Regions from separate parts of the Rattus norvegicus genome. Here region 2 is linked to region 1. Evidence: chromatin contacts called from public Hi-C data. All regions are on one chromosome and are shown on one strand. Each heading gives the region's core, a stretch centred on a gene start, on an enhancer-like site or on the middle of the called end of the contact. The rest is flanking DNA. Distances are from core to core; before and after follow the strand shown.

Region 1 (7,279 bases), core at 1,796-4,295:
TAACATGGCTCAGTGGGTAAAGGGGCTCACTTGTTTGCCTGATAACCTAAGTCTCAGTTTTAGGAGAGACCAATTCTCACAAGTTGTCCCCAGATTCTCAAAAGCGTCCCCAAACCTTCACACTTGTAATATCACACACACACACACACACACACACACACACACACACACACACACACACAAATTAAATAAATGTAAAAATTATATATATTTAATTTTTTATTCTGAGTGCCCCCACCTCCACCACCACTTTGGTCTCCAAATGGCTAGAGACTCATATGGTTTATTTCATTTCCTAACAGGGAAAATCTTAAGCAATGGTTCAGTAATTTATTAATGAGTTGGAAGATTTTGTTGCTTAGAGCAGTGAGTCCTGGAATGATTGCTTCTGCACTTTTGCCAGGTCTATATTTTTTGTTGGGTCCTTATCTTTTACTTTACTAGGGACATCCTGGCTAAGGACAAAAAGTTCAACACTCCAGAGTTGTATCACGTGTGGTACTCAGCACTGCCATCTGTGTGTCTCAAGGAATCCCATTACAGCTCTCAGTTCACTCCTGAAGCAGCCACAGTTGCTGATGCTCTCCTCTAGCACCCTGACATCTACCAAAGAAATGGTCCGAACATGCCTCTAAAACTCCCTTTTGATTTACACATGTAAGCAAACTTTGTAAAGGCTTCTTGGCCTTTTGGCTAAGATCAAGTGTAGTAAATGTTCCCTCCACGTAGTGGTTTAAATGAGAATATCCCCCATACACCCAGAGATTAAATACTTGGTCCCCAACTGGTTTATCTATAATGAGCTAAGTATCTGACTCTCGAAACGTGAAGTAGGGCTTCTTGAAGGTGGTGAAAATAATTTCCTACTCTGAGATTTTACTTGAAGTTTAACTTTGAACAGAACTGTGTTCTACATAAATACATCTTCACTGAATTAGATGTTCACTAGACAGGGCTGACAGTCATCAGATTGCCAGAAGTTTCTCTAGATTGTCATCTTGTAAACAATCTACTCCAAACCCTGGTTTGCACAATGAGAGTGACCATATAGCTTAGGACCTAACTTCCCTTCCTGTTCTTTCCACTGCTTAGGATCAGTAATGAGCACCAGAAGGTGTCTTGACCAGTGTGGTCATCTTTAAATTATTTTGGCCTGCCACCACTTCTGTTCTCAGCGCCTGTAGCAAGTCTGCCCTACTCCACTGTGATTCAAAGAATCCGGACTTTCTCAGCCATACATAACATTTTTGTTCCCACTAATTTGACAATTTTTCTTATTGGGGGCATCTCATTTTGTTGTCTCAGCTAGCCCAAATCTCAAGGATTCAAGCTATCATCTTCCTCAGACATGGTCTCAGTCAATAGTTGACTAACAACTATTATCAACTAAGTCACTGCTGTGACTTCAGTAAGATAAATCCAGAGGACCTGAATCTTAAAGTTCTAATAGTTTAACATATGGTTGTCTTACAATGGTTGAGCTTGGTACATGGATAGAAAGAGATCGCATTAAGCAGTAAACCAACAAACATGTTTTCTCTAATGAAATCTAGATTGTTTTTTTAAAGGCCAGGCATGATGGTTCATGCATGCAAGTAAGCCTAGCACTAGGGAGGCTGAAAAAGGACTGCACTAAAGACACCCTGGGTTATAGGCTTGCCTAGACCTCAGACCTTGTCTCAAAAAGGAATAAATAATAATCATAAAGGAGATGGAGAAATGGTTCCAAAATTAATAGCACTGGCAGTTCTTTCAAAGGACCAGGATTCAATTCCCAGCACCCATATAGCAGCTCATGAAAATCTGTAACTCCACTTACGGGGATCTAATCTGGCTTGAATTGGCTCATTTCACAGGTGGAGAAATAATATAATAATATATCAAATAAAGCCTCATTCATTCCTTAAGAGAGTTCCATTTATTTATTCAATTGTGTGTTTGGGGTGTGTGTGTGTGTGTGTGTGTGTGTGTGTGTGTGTGTGTGTGTGTTTGCCACATAACTGCAAGTACCTAGAGCCTCTGGTCTCCCCATTCCCACAAAGCTGGACTTACAGGCTGTTACAGGCCACTAACATGGGTGCTGGGAACCAAAATCAGATCCTCTGGAAGTGCCATGTCAGCTCTTAACCACTAGTCCATCTCTCCAGTCCCAAGTTCTAGATTTTCATGAGCGATCCCTTCAGTGCCAAATTCCCTATTTCTCACTTGTGAATACTTTCGTGTTGGGATGAAGAGAAGTGGTAAGAGATGCTCTGTGATCTGAACATGCACTGACCAACGAACATGCAGTCTGAGCATTTAACGCTTTCTCTTTTTGCCTAAATGAAATAACTCTAAGTGGATGCATCGGGTTTGGGGGATTAGATAGATAGATAGATAGATAGATAGATAGATAGATAGATACATACATACATACATACATACATACATACATACATACATACATACATAGGCAGGCAGCCAGACAGACAGACAGACAGACAGATAGAACATAGATTGATTGATAGATGATAGATAAAACAAAACTAATGGAATGCAACGGTTTCCAAAAAAAGGAAGGATGCTAAGTTCTAATCGTTGACAGTGAGAGAGACTAGAAAGCTCCTCACCCTGGAACTTTTCTGTTCCATCAAATTCCTCCCACTGCTCACAGTGAAGAGGATGGCCAGGTTCGTGGGGCTATGGGGAGCCAAGCTGGACTCCAACGGCGGCGGAAATTCTTTTCTTTCTGGAAAGAAAAATTTTTGTAAGATTACCTTAAAGGCGTTCGAGGCAGCAAGGACAACATTCGAAGGCACAGGGAGCTCAAATACGGTTCAAGTGAAATGGCCCCCGGCAGGACCGGAGGACTATAGGGCCCTGGCCTCTGAGAAGCGACCGGGCAAGACGCGCAGCCCCGGGACGAGCGGAGCCAGGAGCTGCCACCGAGGCCACACCCGGGCCTCACTCCCCACCGCCGCCACCGCCCATCCCCTCACCCAGCCTCACCAGAACCCGCCCAGCCGGCCTGCTACTGTCGAGAAAAAGAGAACGGGGCCGCGCGAAGCCACACCGGAAGAGACGGAGGCGAGCCGCGGTTCACTTCCGTTTATCGAGTCGGAATCCTTCCGGAATAGAAATTTCGGTTCCCGGGACCTGGATGCCGATTGATTCCGTAGCGGGGGTTAAAAACCCAGTAAAGGATGAAATTGAAGTTTGAGCAAGATTTCTGGGCGAGAACAGCTTTCCCGACGACCAATCCCAGAGCAAAGTTAAACACAGACCGGGAAGTACGGGGTCTCAGGAGGCTCACAAACTTTCCCCACCTCCTCTTAGTTTCTGCACTTCCTGGGCAGATAAAGTGTCAGGTCTGTGAACCAGCCTATCACTTCCACTGAACCACTTTATTTTTATTTTTATTATCTGGATACCATGTTAAATTCTAATCGTTGATAGTTAGACGGTCTAGAAAGACGGGGGAGAGGACATGAAAAAAGAAAAAAGCCTCTCACCCTGAGACTTTTTGATGAAAAATGTAAAATATGAACACAACTGATACAGCCAAAAAATTGGCAACAGAGAAAAATGTGTGTTCTCATAAAATATCTCAAACTAAGGTGTTAAAAGCAAAAATCAGTCCATTGACAATACATTCCCGCAACCACAACACACAGAGGCAGAGACAATCTTCCTGAGTCGAGGCCTGCTAGATTCACAAAACAAGTCCCAAGCCCGCCAGCACTACAAAATGAAAACTCATCTCAAAACAAGATGAAAATAATGAGGTGACAAATAAATTCTACTTACTTAGGGCCAAAATGTCTATAATCTTGAATTTAACATATTAGCGGTCCTCTCGACCCTATGTCTGAACAGTGTACCTTATAAAACCATCTTACAATTTCATTTACAAACAGAAACTCCTTAAGAGTAAACCAGTTAATATATTCTACTTAATTTTTAAATGTTATTTAAATTTTAAGCTTCACTTAATCTTTAAACCTTATTATAAATTACATCATTTGAGAAATATAACTTAGGAAGCCACAAGATGTGTGTGTGTGTGTGTGTGTGTATTGATATATCTGTATTCATTGAAGATACACTTAAAATGAGATACCTGTAGACGTGCACACCAGTATCTTGTGATTTTGCTGTCTCTATAACTTTCTATCTTCCACTAATCCAGCACTCAGGAGGCACAGACCAGTGGACATCTATAAATTTGAGGCTAGCCTAATCTACAAAGCAAATTCTAGGACAGCCAGGGGCTAATATGTAGAGAAACTGTGTCAAAGAAAAGGAGGAAGAGGAGAACAACAAAAACAAAGTGTGTGTGTGTGTATACATACATACATGTGTGTGTGTGCTCATGTGAGTGTGTATATACATATGTGTGTGCGTGTGTGTGTTAACACATACATACATACATGTGTGTATGTGTGTATGCATGTGAGTGTGCGCATACATATGTGTGTGCGTGTATGTGTGTGTGCATGTGTGTGTGAGTGTGTTATACATACATATATGTGTGTATGTGTGTGTGCACATGTGAGTGTGTGTATACATACATGTGAGTGTGCGTGCGTGTTTGTATACATACATACATGTGTGTGCACATGTGAGTGTGTGTGTATACATACATATGTGTGAGTGTGCATGCGTGTGTGTGTGTGTGTGTGTGTGTGTGTGTGTGTGTGTGTGTGTGTGTGTGAAAGAGAAAGAGAGCCCTGGCCGTCTAGGAGAGCTTTACACCTTCATATTATGTTTGCTCCTGGAATAAAAGTGGTCGTGCAGTGTTCCTTTCGTGTGTGTGTGTGTGTGTGTGTGTCTGTCTGTCTGTCTGTCTGTCTGTCTGTGTGTGTGTGCTGTGACTTAGCCTGTCCGTCACCACCTTTACTTGCTACAACCAGATATCATGAGATTGGTTTCAAATGTCTTGGTGAATTGTGATTATAAGCTAGCCTCGGACGCTGTCCTGAATATCTGATTTAAGCCCTGCAGGCCCTTGCAGGATTTGCTCACAGACCCAAGTTGGAGCATTTGTGAGTCGCAGTTGAAACCTGTGTGTCATTCACAGTCTGGAGGTTGCCCACCCAGCAGTTTATTTCATGTAGTAAATATGCAAATGTGTTTGGCCTTTCACTAGAGATTTCACAGGAGAAGTTGCTAAGTACTTTTTAGCTTTTATTGAATTTCTGTTTTGTGTGTTCATGGACATGTGTGCTTTGGTGTGCTTTGGAGGTCAGAGGATAACTTACAGGCATCAATTCTCTCTTTTCACTCTGTGGGTCACGGGAATCGAACCCAGATCATTAAGCTTGCATACTTATAAATCTTAGTTTTTAATTCATTCTCTCTCTCTCTCTCTCTCTCTCTCTCTCTCTCTCTCTCTCTCTCTCTCTAATTGGGGAGCCCTATGAGGCAGGGTCTCTTTATTATGTAGCTCTGGCTGTCCTGGGAGTTCACTATGTAAAGGAAGCAGACCTCAAACTCAAAGAAACTCACCTTCCTCTCCCTCCTATGTTTGTGGTGTTGTTGTTGTTGTTGTTGTTGTTGTTGTTGTTGTTGTTGTTGTTGTTGAGACAGAGTCTCTCTACATAGAGCAGGCTGAGCTTGAGGCCTTGGAACACACAGAGCTCTGCCTGTCTCTATCTCCTAAGTGCTGGAATTAAAGAATGAGCCACCACACCCAACGCAGTCCTCGTGTATTTTTAGGGCTTTATATATAAGCTTTCCCAGCTCCTGTAGGCTAGTGTCAGAGATAAACATAGTGTGCAGGATCTCAGTTCCTACCGCAGTGTAAGTCAAACCTGAGCTCTGACACCCGCTCCCCTATATGGGTGGCAACATGTGGAAACCATGGAAATCTGCCCTACTACTGGGAAAGTCAAAAGGGAATCTATGTTTAGAGCCAGGCTTCATGTAACTACAGAAAAACTACCAAGGTGGTACCTGAGGAATTAGCAATGTTGAGCTGGGTCAGGCACAAAAATTCTACTTTTCTCCTATGAGGATTGGGTTGCAATCTGTCAATCATGTAAACAGCATCCATGGCCCAGAATGGGGCTGGAGGTTGAACCAGGAACCCGCTCTACATGATATATGGACAGCTAGATAGACCTGAAAGTCAAGGCTAGGGATAAGAACTCACTCCACAAGATAGCAGAAAAGCACTCTTAGGCCTGGAACTCTATGCAGCCAAGGAAGACCTTGAACACCTGCTCCTCCTGCCTCCGTGACCTGAGTGCTGGTATTCCAGGTGTGAGCCAGCACAGAACATTTTATACAAGGAAAGGAGCACAGGGCTCTGTACATGTTAAGAGAGCACTCTACAAAATGAGATACATCCTCAGCTTCAGGAAAGTTTTTCTGGATCCATTAGTATTCCTAGAGCCTCTCCCTTGATTCTTCCAGACTGGTAAGCCTGCTTGTGTGCATGGAGTTCTGTCTTCCACAGGCCTTTAAGCTCCTTTACTTTGTCTTATCTGTGTGAGCATTGTAATGAATTATTATAGTCCTTGATTACTTTGTAATTTCAATTACTTTGTATTTGCTCTGTGTCCTGGTTCACATTTTATCCATGTGATAAACACCAACCAAGGCTAATTTGGGAGGAAAGGTTTTTTTCACTTAAACATACCAATTGTAGTCCATCATTAGGGGAAGTCAAAGAAGAAACCCAAGACAGGAGTCAGGTAGGTGCTGTGGAGAAACACTTCTTATGAGCTTGCTCTCCCTAGATGGCTCAGCTTGCTTTCTTATACTACAGAGGAACCAACAATGTAATGGGCCGGTACAAGGGCCACCTGCCCCTGGGTGGCACCGCCCACAGTAGTCTGGGCATCCCACATCAATCATTAATCAAGAAAATACCCCCAAAGACTTCTCCATATACCAGTTTGATGGTGGCATCCCTCAATTAACATTTTTCTCTTCCTAGATGATTAGTTTGTATTAAGCTTACAAAAAACTAACCAGTGCAAATGACTCCTTGATACAGACTCATCACTATTCAACCATGACACAGACACATCACACTATTCAACCATAACCTTTCCTTTTCTTGTTTATCCCCAAGATCTCATGTTAGTGTCATAATATAAAATATAGTGTAACCTTAAATGCTCCCACCTTTAAAAGTTAAGTCTCTTTACACTCTTTATTCTTTACAGGAGTCAGCAGCAGTCATGAAACCTGCGTGGGTCTGCACTAGGTCCTTTGCATACCTGCTATGGTTGTTTAGCTGGGGATATTTGTGGGACTCCTAACAGTGGGACTAGGGGTGTCTCTAACTCTT
Region 2 (7,270 bases), core at 1,838-4,337, 200 kb after region 1:
ACAAGAGGATCCAGAGTTGTGGCCAGCCTATCTAGTCAAGTGCAAAGCTCCCAAGTTCAGTGGAAGACCCTGTCTCAGGAACAAATAAGGCGGAGTCAGGGACTGCAGTGCACACCTCTGGGTTGGGTGGGGAACAGCACAGAAACAAGAGGATCTCTCTAAATCCCAGGCCAGTCTGATCTACACAGCAAATGAAGGCTACTTAATGAGATCCTGTTCCAAACAAAAGAAAATAAATAATTTACATTTACATATATGGGTACAAGCATGTGTGTGCATGTGCATGTATGTGTGTGTGTGTATGTGTGTGTGAGAGAGAGAGAGAGACAGAGAGACAGAGAGACAGAAAGACAAGGAAGCTGAGGAAGATAGATACCCTACACTGACCTATGGCCTCTACTTGCTCTTTTTTTTTTTTTTTTTTCCCCGAAGCTGGGGACCGAACCCAGGGCCTTGCGCTTCCTAGGCAAGCGCTCTACCACTGAGCTAAATCCCCAACCCCCTCTACTTGCTCTTGTACACATCTGTATTTGCACTCATGCATATACACACACATGTAGATGTAGGTACATGCACACAAAACTATGCAATCAAAAAAACAATACAGTGCATTTCATTGTATGTTCATTTTATCCAAAAGAAAAGAAGAGAAAAGAAAGCTGGGTAGAGCAAACGATTTGTTGCTTATGCTGGGATGGAATCCAGGACCTCGGGTATAGTAAGGACATGGCTGAGAACTCAGTTATAACCCAGTTCACAGCACACCCTTACTTTTAATGACACTGGGGAGTGAAATCCAGGGCCTCGTGCAGCCCAGGAAAACATTCTAGAGCTGAATCACAGTTCCAGGCCTTCTCTGAATTTGTACTTCAAGGCAGGGCAGAGGTAAATTGCCCAGGCTGGCCTTGAACTTATGATCTTCCTCTCTCAACCTCTGTAGTAACAAGTCTTTACTAGGCCCAGTCTTACGGTATAAAATTTCTTGACCACTTTTTAACAGAGAAAATAAATCTTTTAAAAAATAATCTGTTGCTAGAGAAATGGCTAACACTTTTTATGACTTTATTCTATTACTATAAAATTTCGCTGGACAGAGTTAGTGCACACACATCATTAGTCCCAGTAGGTGGAACTGGAGTTCAAGGCCCACCTGGTCTACAGACTGAGCTCCAGGACTGCCAGTGCCACACAGAGAAACCCAGTCTCAATAAAAATAATAATAAAGTAAAAAAAATTGTCATGGAATTATTCTATTTAAACACGTATTTGAGAAAACCCAACTCTGTATTCTCCGTACATGGTTAGTCACTCATATTTGGCTCCAGAGTAAATTCTTATCCACTCTGAGGTAACAGTTATATTTCGCATTGACAGATGCTGTCTCAAAAGACCAAAAAATAGAAATTGGGCACGAGGCTGTGTCAGTGAAGTGCTTGCCTAGCAAACCGGCGTGGATCTGGTTCTCAGCACCACATGGACTGTGTGATGGCACACACCTGTAATCCCAGCCCTCAGGAAAAGGCAAGAGGAGCAGAATCTTTGTCATCCCAGGCTGCATGGCCAGCTGGAAGCTACCGTGGGATACATGAGACCCATCTCAAAAACTAAAACAACAAACCCAGAACACTGAAAAGTTATGAGCTTGCATTTATTGAATGCTGGAGACCACACACTGGTCTAAATCATCTCTCTCTGCAACTGGCTAAGTTCTACAATATGCCAGACATGAAGGCACTTTTTTGTTTTTCTTGGTGCAAGAGATGGAGCCAAGGCTTCACCAGAGTCAAACACTCCGTCACCGATAGCTCCACAAGCATTATCTTTAATCCCCATATCTTGGATGAGAAACTGAGGTCTGAACGTTGCAGAGGAGGAGAAAAGGCTACTGCTAGGATAGACATGCAGAAAATTCCAAGCACGAACTCACTTAAAAACCAAACCAGTGGGGTGGTGGTGCACACCTTTAGTCCCAGCACTGGAGGAGGAGTTCCAGGCCAGCCAGGGCTACAGAGAAATTTTACTTGGAGGAAAAAAACAAATAAACAATACCCAAACACTTCCTGGGCCAGATAAGGTGGCCCACAGCTGTAATTTCAGCACTGAGCAGATTAACGGAGGGGGTGGTTAGTTGGAAACCAGTACATGACTCAGTCAGAAGAGTGCCTTCCTAGCATTCAAGAAACCTAAATTCCATCCCCAGTATTACAGAAATCAGGCATGGAGGCCGACTCTGGTAATCCCAATACTTAGAGGGCGAGGTAGATTAGAAATTCAAGCTCAGCCTCAGCTTCATAGGAAGCTGGAAGCCAGTTTGGGATAGAGATCCTGTCTCAAAACACCCCCCCTCCAAAAAAAATCAACAAAAATACAGAAAAATAAAAGCCTTTAGAAAGTATCAAAAATAAATAAATAAAACCAAGAGCAAACAAACACTAGAAAACAAAATAAAGCACAGGCCCCTCTATCCCAGGGCAGGAGGTTGGCTCTCCCCGCACCGCTCCCGGGTCCCGCGTACCGTGTAGAGCGTCAGGTCGACGTGTCGCCACAGCCACCGGTCATCCACTAGCCTCTTCCAGCGGTGACAGACCCTGGAGGAGTGGACCGGCCGTTAGAACGACCCGGCCCGCTGGGACCGGATCCGCCTCTCCTGCCGAGCCCATGCCCGGCTCTTTCTCCCGAGGAGCGGGGCCGCACCTGGAGATGCGGATCCGGTCCCGGACAGGGAGGTAAGAGAAGATCTCCAAGAGCACCAAGTCTGGGAGGTCAAACAGCGTCGCCATGGTCCAGCCGTCGCGCGCTTCCGTTTCCGGTGGCCGGGAGGCCGCGCTCCCTGGAGGGTGCTGAGGTGGCCGGACTGGCCAAACCGGCGCGACTTTCCGAGGCCTGCCGAGGATCCCTACCTTCCTAGGAAAGTGCCTGAGGCCCCAGGACTGTACTGGCGCGGCCTGACGACCGTTTGGAGGACCAGACTAGAGACTGACTAGGCCTGACTAGCTTGACTAGCGGATGGAACTGGAAATAGGAAAACCTAGATGTGGCTTGGGAGAGGAGGGGGCACGAGGCGTGGCCAGGCCAGGGGAAGACGAACAGCAAACCCGGAAAGCTGGGGGTGATGACCGCCTCGGAGGCGTGGCCATGAGGTGGCGCTAAGGATAAGCAAGCAAAGCCAGAGGGGGTCAGCAGACAAGCCAGGCGTGGCTCTGACAAGGAGGGGACTCAGGACGTAGCCGAGCGGTGAGACGTGACGAGCTCAGGCAGATAGACGCCTTGTAGGCCCGGCTGAGGAAAGCTACACGCCTAGAAGGCGTGGCTCCGGCGGGCAGGGAGTGGTCCTGGGGCGTGGCCAGGGGAGCCAAGGGACCAGGGGACCAGGGGACCAGGGGGCCAGGAGGCCAGGGGGCCAGGCTGAGGAAAAGCAGCAAACTCCCAAAGTTGAACTCCGGGAGAGAGGTAAAGAGACAGAGACTAAGAGCAGCGGGTGTCGCAAGCGAGACCAAAGTACTAGCATTTGAAAAAGCGCCGCCGAGTGGAGGGGTGTGGCCAGGGGCAGAGGAGCAAATTGGAGGCTGTCAGTAACAATGGAAGGCGTGGCTTCAGTAGGAAGAGACCAAGGCGCGCGTCTTTGTGGGACTAGAGCCGAGAAGGCTTGGCTTGAGCTGGAAAAGGTTTAGGGTTGTTGCTAAGCAAACATCATCCAAGGACCAGACCGCATATCCAGAAGAGATGACTTGAGCAGTGAAAAGCTAACAGAGCAGCAAACCCAGAAACCATGACTTGTGTGGGAAGGGGCTCAAGAACCAGGAGTCCTAGCTGGGCCTTAAGACCAAGTTTGTAAAAACCTAGCTTAGGCGTAACAGGGTCCGACATAGGGGATGGGTGGGCGGCAAAGGGAGAAGCTGGGGGACTTAGGACTGGAGTAATGATTAAGAGCAGGAACGAGGTCTAAAAAGCATCGCTGGAGACAGAAACAAGAGCTGAACCAGGAGCTACGTGTGCAGCTCAGTGAGAGAGCCCTTGGCTGCTAACATGCTAGAAGGTCCTAGGTTTGACCTCCGACACTAAAACAAATACCAAAACAAAACAAGAAAAACAAAGCTCACTCTCCAATATGGGAGTCGGGTAGAGCCTGGGAAGTCTTTTCGGAACGGAAACGAGGCATTGGAGAAGAGATATTGGAACAGGACTTCATTCGAAACTGAAAAGTGTGACTGGGATGGGGATGAGGAGCCAGCAGGACAGCCAAGCCAGGGAGGCGTGGCCACAAGCCGCAATAGAAAGCAAAAGTAATGCTTTTTGCTGCCTACGCATAAGGATAAGATTTTGTATAAGTCGTATTAGGTAAGCACAAGGCCCTGGGTAGACTCTTTCTTGAGTCAATATAAGCTTACCTTGCTAAAAGTCCTGTCTGCTCAATAGAGGCGAAACTGGTCAAATTTAAGGGATTCCTCTCCCTTCAGCTCTTGCGAGTCTGTAATCTGGAACAAAGTGTTCCTTGAAGATTAAAAACAAATGCAAAAGATCTTTCCCCGTATGCTGTTTCCAACATTTTCGCAGGCAGGACACGGATACGCGGAGTGGAACGCATCATGGCTTCCTGTCCAGAATACGACTTAGTTTTCATCATGCAGTCTGCACTCCTGAAGTCTCTGAAACGGTCACTACGGTCAGAGGGGAAAGACAAGCACGGGGTTTGAGGCTGAGCTTTGAATGAAAGCAGAAAGCCACAGGCCCTGCATGACTCCATTTCCGCACATCTGCAGCCGGGATTCTGCGGTAGGAGACTTGTCTAGCTTGGAAATGGTCGATCACGCCGCCGCTGAGATCCTTTAGGTCTCTTCCACAATTAAGGAATACCAGTTCTAGCGTCGGCTTAAATCCACTCTTAGCCAGTCTCAGCTCCTCCAGACTGCGCAACAGAATCGCAAATCTTTGCTAGCCCGGAACCCGGAAGCACCTAAGGGCCGGTGTTTCCGTTATATCACTTCCGCTTCCTGTTTCCAGCCCTAAATCCGGTCAGGATTCAGCGTTCGAGCTACAAGTTGTGTCGTCGCTAGGTTCGAGGACATTGGAGGTGAGAAGGCTAAACGGAGAGGCCGGAGATCGCGGGAAGCTGCCAAGACTTGGGAGCCTAGGGGTTGCGGGAGGCAAAGCCGGGTGAGTCTGGGGCTGGGCCTGCCGCAGTTAAGGGGCGGAGTCGCGACTGTCTGTGGTCCCCGCAATTGAAACTGTAGACTGGGGCTGCAGAGGATTTGCGTCGGGTGTTCGGGGAAGTGTGACCAGAGAACTTAACCCAGGAAGGGGCTTTGGGAACCTGGGCGACCCTGGAAGTCCTGACTGCTGCTTTTCATCCCTTTCTCCACCTGGTGTAGCTCCAGCCACAATGATTGAGGTGGTTTGCAACGACCGTCTAGGAAAGAAAGTCCGCGTTAAGTGCAAGTATCCACCGAGGGGTGACTGGCAGGGTCTCTGGGGCAGATGGTGGTATTGGATGATTTCAGTTAAATGACGCTTATGGGGAGGCCTGAAGTCGTCTTCCTCGGTCTATCTTTTCCTTTCATTTACCTTAACTCCTTCGTGCCCAGCACCGATGACACCATCGGCGACCTGAAGAAACTGATAGCGGCTCAAACTGGCACCCGCTGGAATAAGATCGTTCTTAAAAAGTGGTAAGTACGCGCTGGTCAGTATCAGGCTAGAGGGCGTTCGTTGGAGCGAGCACCTCAAGACAATCCCGAAGAGCTTGTTTTCAGGACAAAAAACACCCCACCCCTTATCAGCTTCTCTCTGAAAGCTATCTATCCCGTAGGTACACGATTTTTAAAGACCACGTGTCTCTGGGAGACTGTATCCTTTCAAGAAAGAATTCACGTATTTATCTCAAGTTCTGGTTCTGTGCTGAAACCTGTACAGAAATTAAGCAAGAGGGATGCTTAACTTAGAATATGCCCCATTATGACTACTGAGAAAATGGAAACTGTGGAAATTATTTTGCTGGTGAGAAGGATCGTTGGCGAAATATACTTGGTTCAAAATACTTATTTACTGAATGCCAACTTGAGTGTTGGACAGGAGGAGTGTGACTGTAGTTGAGGAGATGGATGGATGGATGGATTGATGGTTGGGTTTTTTTTTTTTTAATTTGGGGAGGGGAGGTCTGGATCTTTTGTCTGCAATTATGTCTGTGCACCGCATGTATGCCTGCTGCTGGCAGAGACCAGAAGGAAGCTTCAGATTCCCTGGAGCCACCACGGGAGCTCTGGGACGTAAAGCCAGGTCTCTGGGAGAGCAGGCCTGAGAGCTCTTCAGCTGCTGAGCTGTCTCCAGCCTGAATAACCATTGACAATGTATTGTTCTGTGTGTATGATGGGGTGGGGGCACTTGAGGATTTGACTCTGTACACCAGGCTTCAGTGGCAAACAACTTTGCCTTCTCAGTGGTCTTAAGGACCACTGAATATTATTTATAGTTTGGAGTTCTTAGATCAAAGTGTCCATTCCTTAACCCAGGGCTGGGTGTTGAGCCACAGGACCCAGCTGTGAGTAGATGGAAGGTAGATCAGCTCCCAGTGAAAGTTCCTTAATGCTTGCCCTTCAGATGAGATCCACGACGGGATGAACCTGGAGCTTTATTACCAGTAGAGGGGACTCCTCCCTCCTCCCCTCGTCTCCCTGCTCTGCCCTGCCTTCCCCTCCCTCCCTCATTTGACACTGGTATAGATGGTCATTTTTAACAGTTCACATGAATAAAATTTTGCTGCTGCTTTGCTGCTGTCATGCTTGTGTGAGAGCTGTGTCCTGAGGGAGAGCTGGTGTCTGCTGTTAGGTACTGCTCCTGAGGGGAACTCAGGACTGACCGAAAGCTGGTCCTGGCGGTGCACACCTAGCATCTCAACAAGAAAATTTTGTCTTGGAAGTCTTGTATAGACCAGGTTACCCTTGAACTGGCTGTGTACCACCAATGATCTTGACTCCTGCCTCCACTTCGCAAGTGCTGAGACTGAAAAGGGCCTGTACCACCATGGTCTCATTTTTGCTCTTAAGGAATTGCCAGGAGCTATGGGTGCCCCATGCATTATTTTCATCCACCCACTACATCTTCCCATTTCAAAAGACTCAGATTTAGGGTAGTCTTCCCACCTTAAATGATTCAGTGGAGAAAAAAGTCCTTCACAGGTGTGCCCAGCCTGCTTGGCTTTTAGTTAATTCCAGATGTAGTCAACTTGACAACCAAGAGTAGCTATTACACCCACATATATAAATAAGTACATATT

Evidence for each region. Hi-C and Micro-C count contacts between places; a contact is called where the count stands out from the background.
Region 2: a contact with region 1 is called in a Hi-C map of Schwann cells, with 4 times the contacts expected there. The contact joins the promoter of Fbxl12 here to the promoter of Zfp26 in region 1. A contact is called at or near these places in 4 of 12 Hi-C or Micro-C datasets (Schwann cells, hepatocytes, kidney and 1 more).

The regions. Positions count from the first base shown.
Region 1 is chr8:27,258,604-27,265,882 of GRCr8, forward strand. Zfp26 (zinc finger protein 26) reads right to left here and starts at 3,046. Exons shown (of 10, transcript NM_001108995.2): 1 at 2,989-3,046; 2 at 2,610-2,728.
Region 2 is chr8:27,454,685-27,461,954 of GRCr8, forward strand. Fbxl12 (F-box and leucine-rich repeat protein 12) reads right to left here and starts at 3,088. Exons shown (of 3, transcript NM_001399819.2): 1 at 2,695-3,088; 2 at 2,516-2,588. The coding sequence starts at 2,780. It overlaps Ubl5 (ubiquitin-like 5), which reads left to right and starts at 4,981. Exons shown (of 5, transcript NM_001048243.3): 1 at 4,981-5,154; 2 at 5,370-5,436; 3 at 5,583-5,666; 4 at 5,807-5,844; 5 at 6,595-6,774. The coding sequence starts at 5,381. The coding sequence ends at 6,638.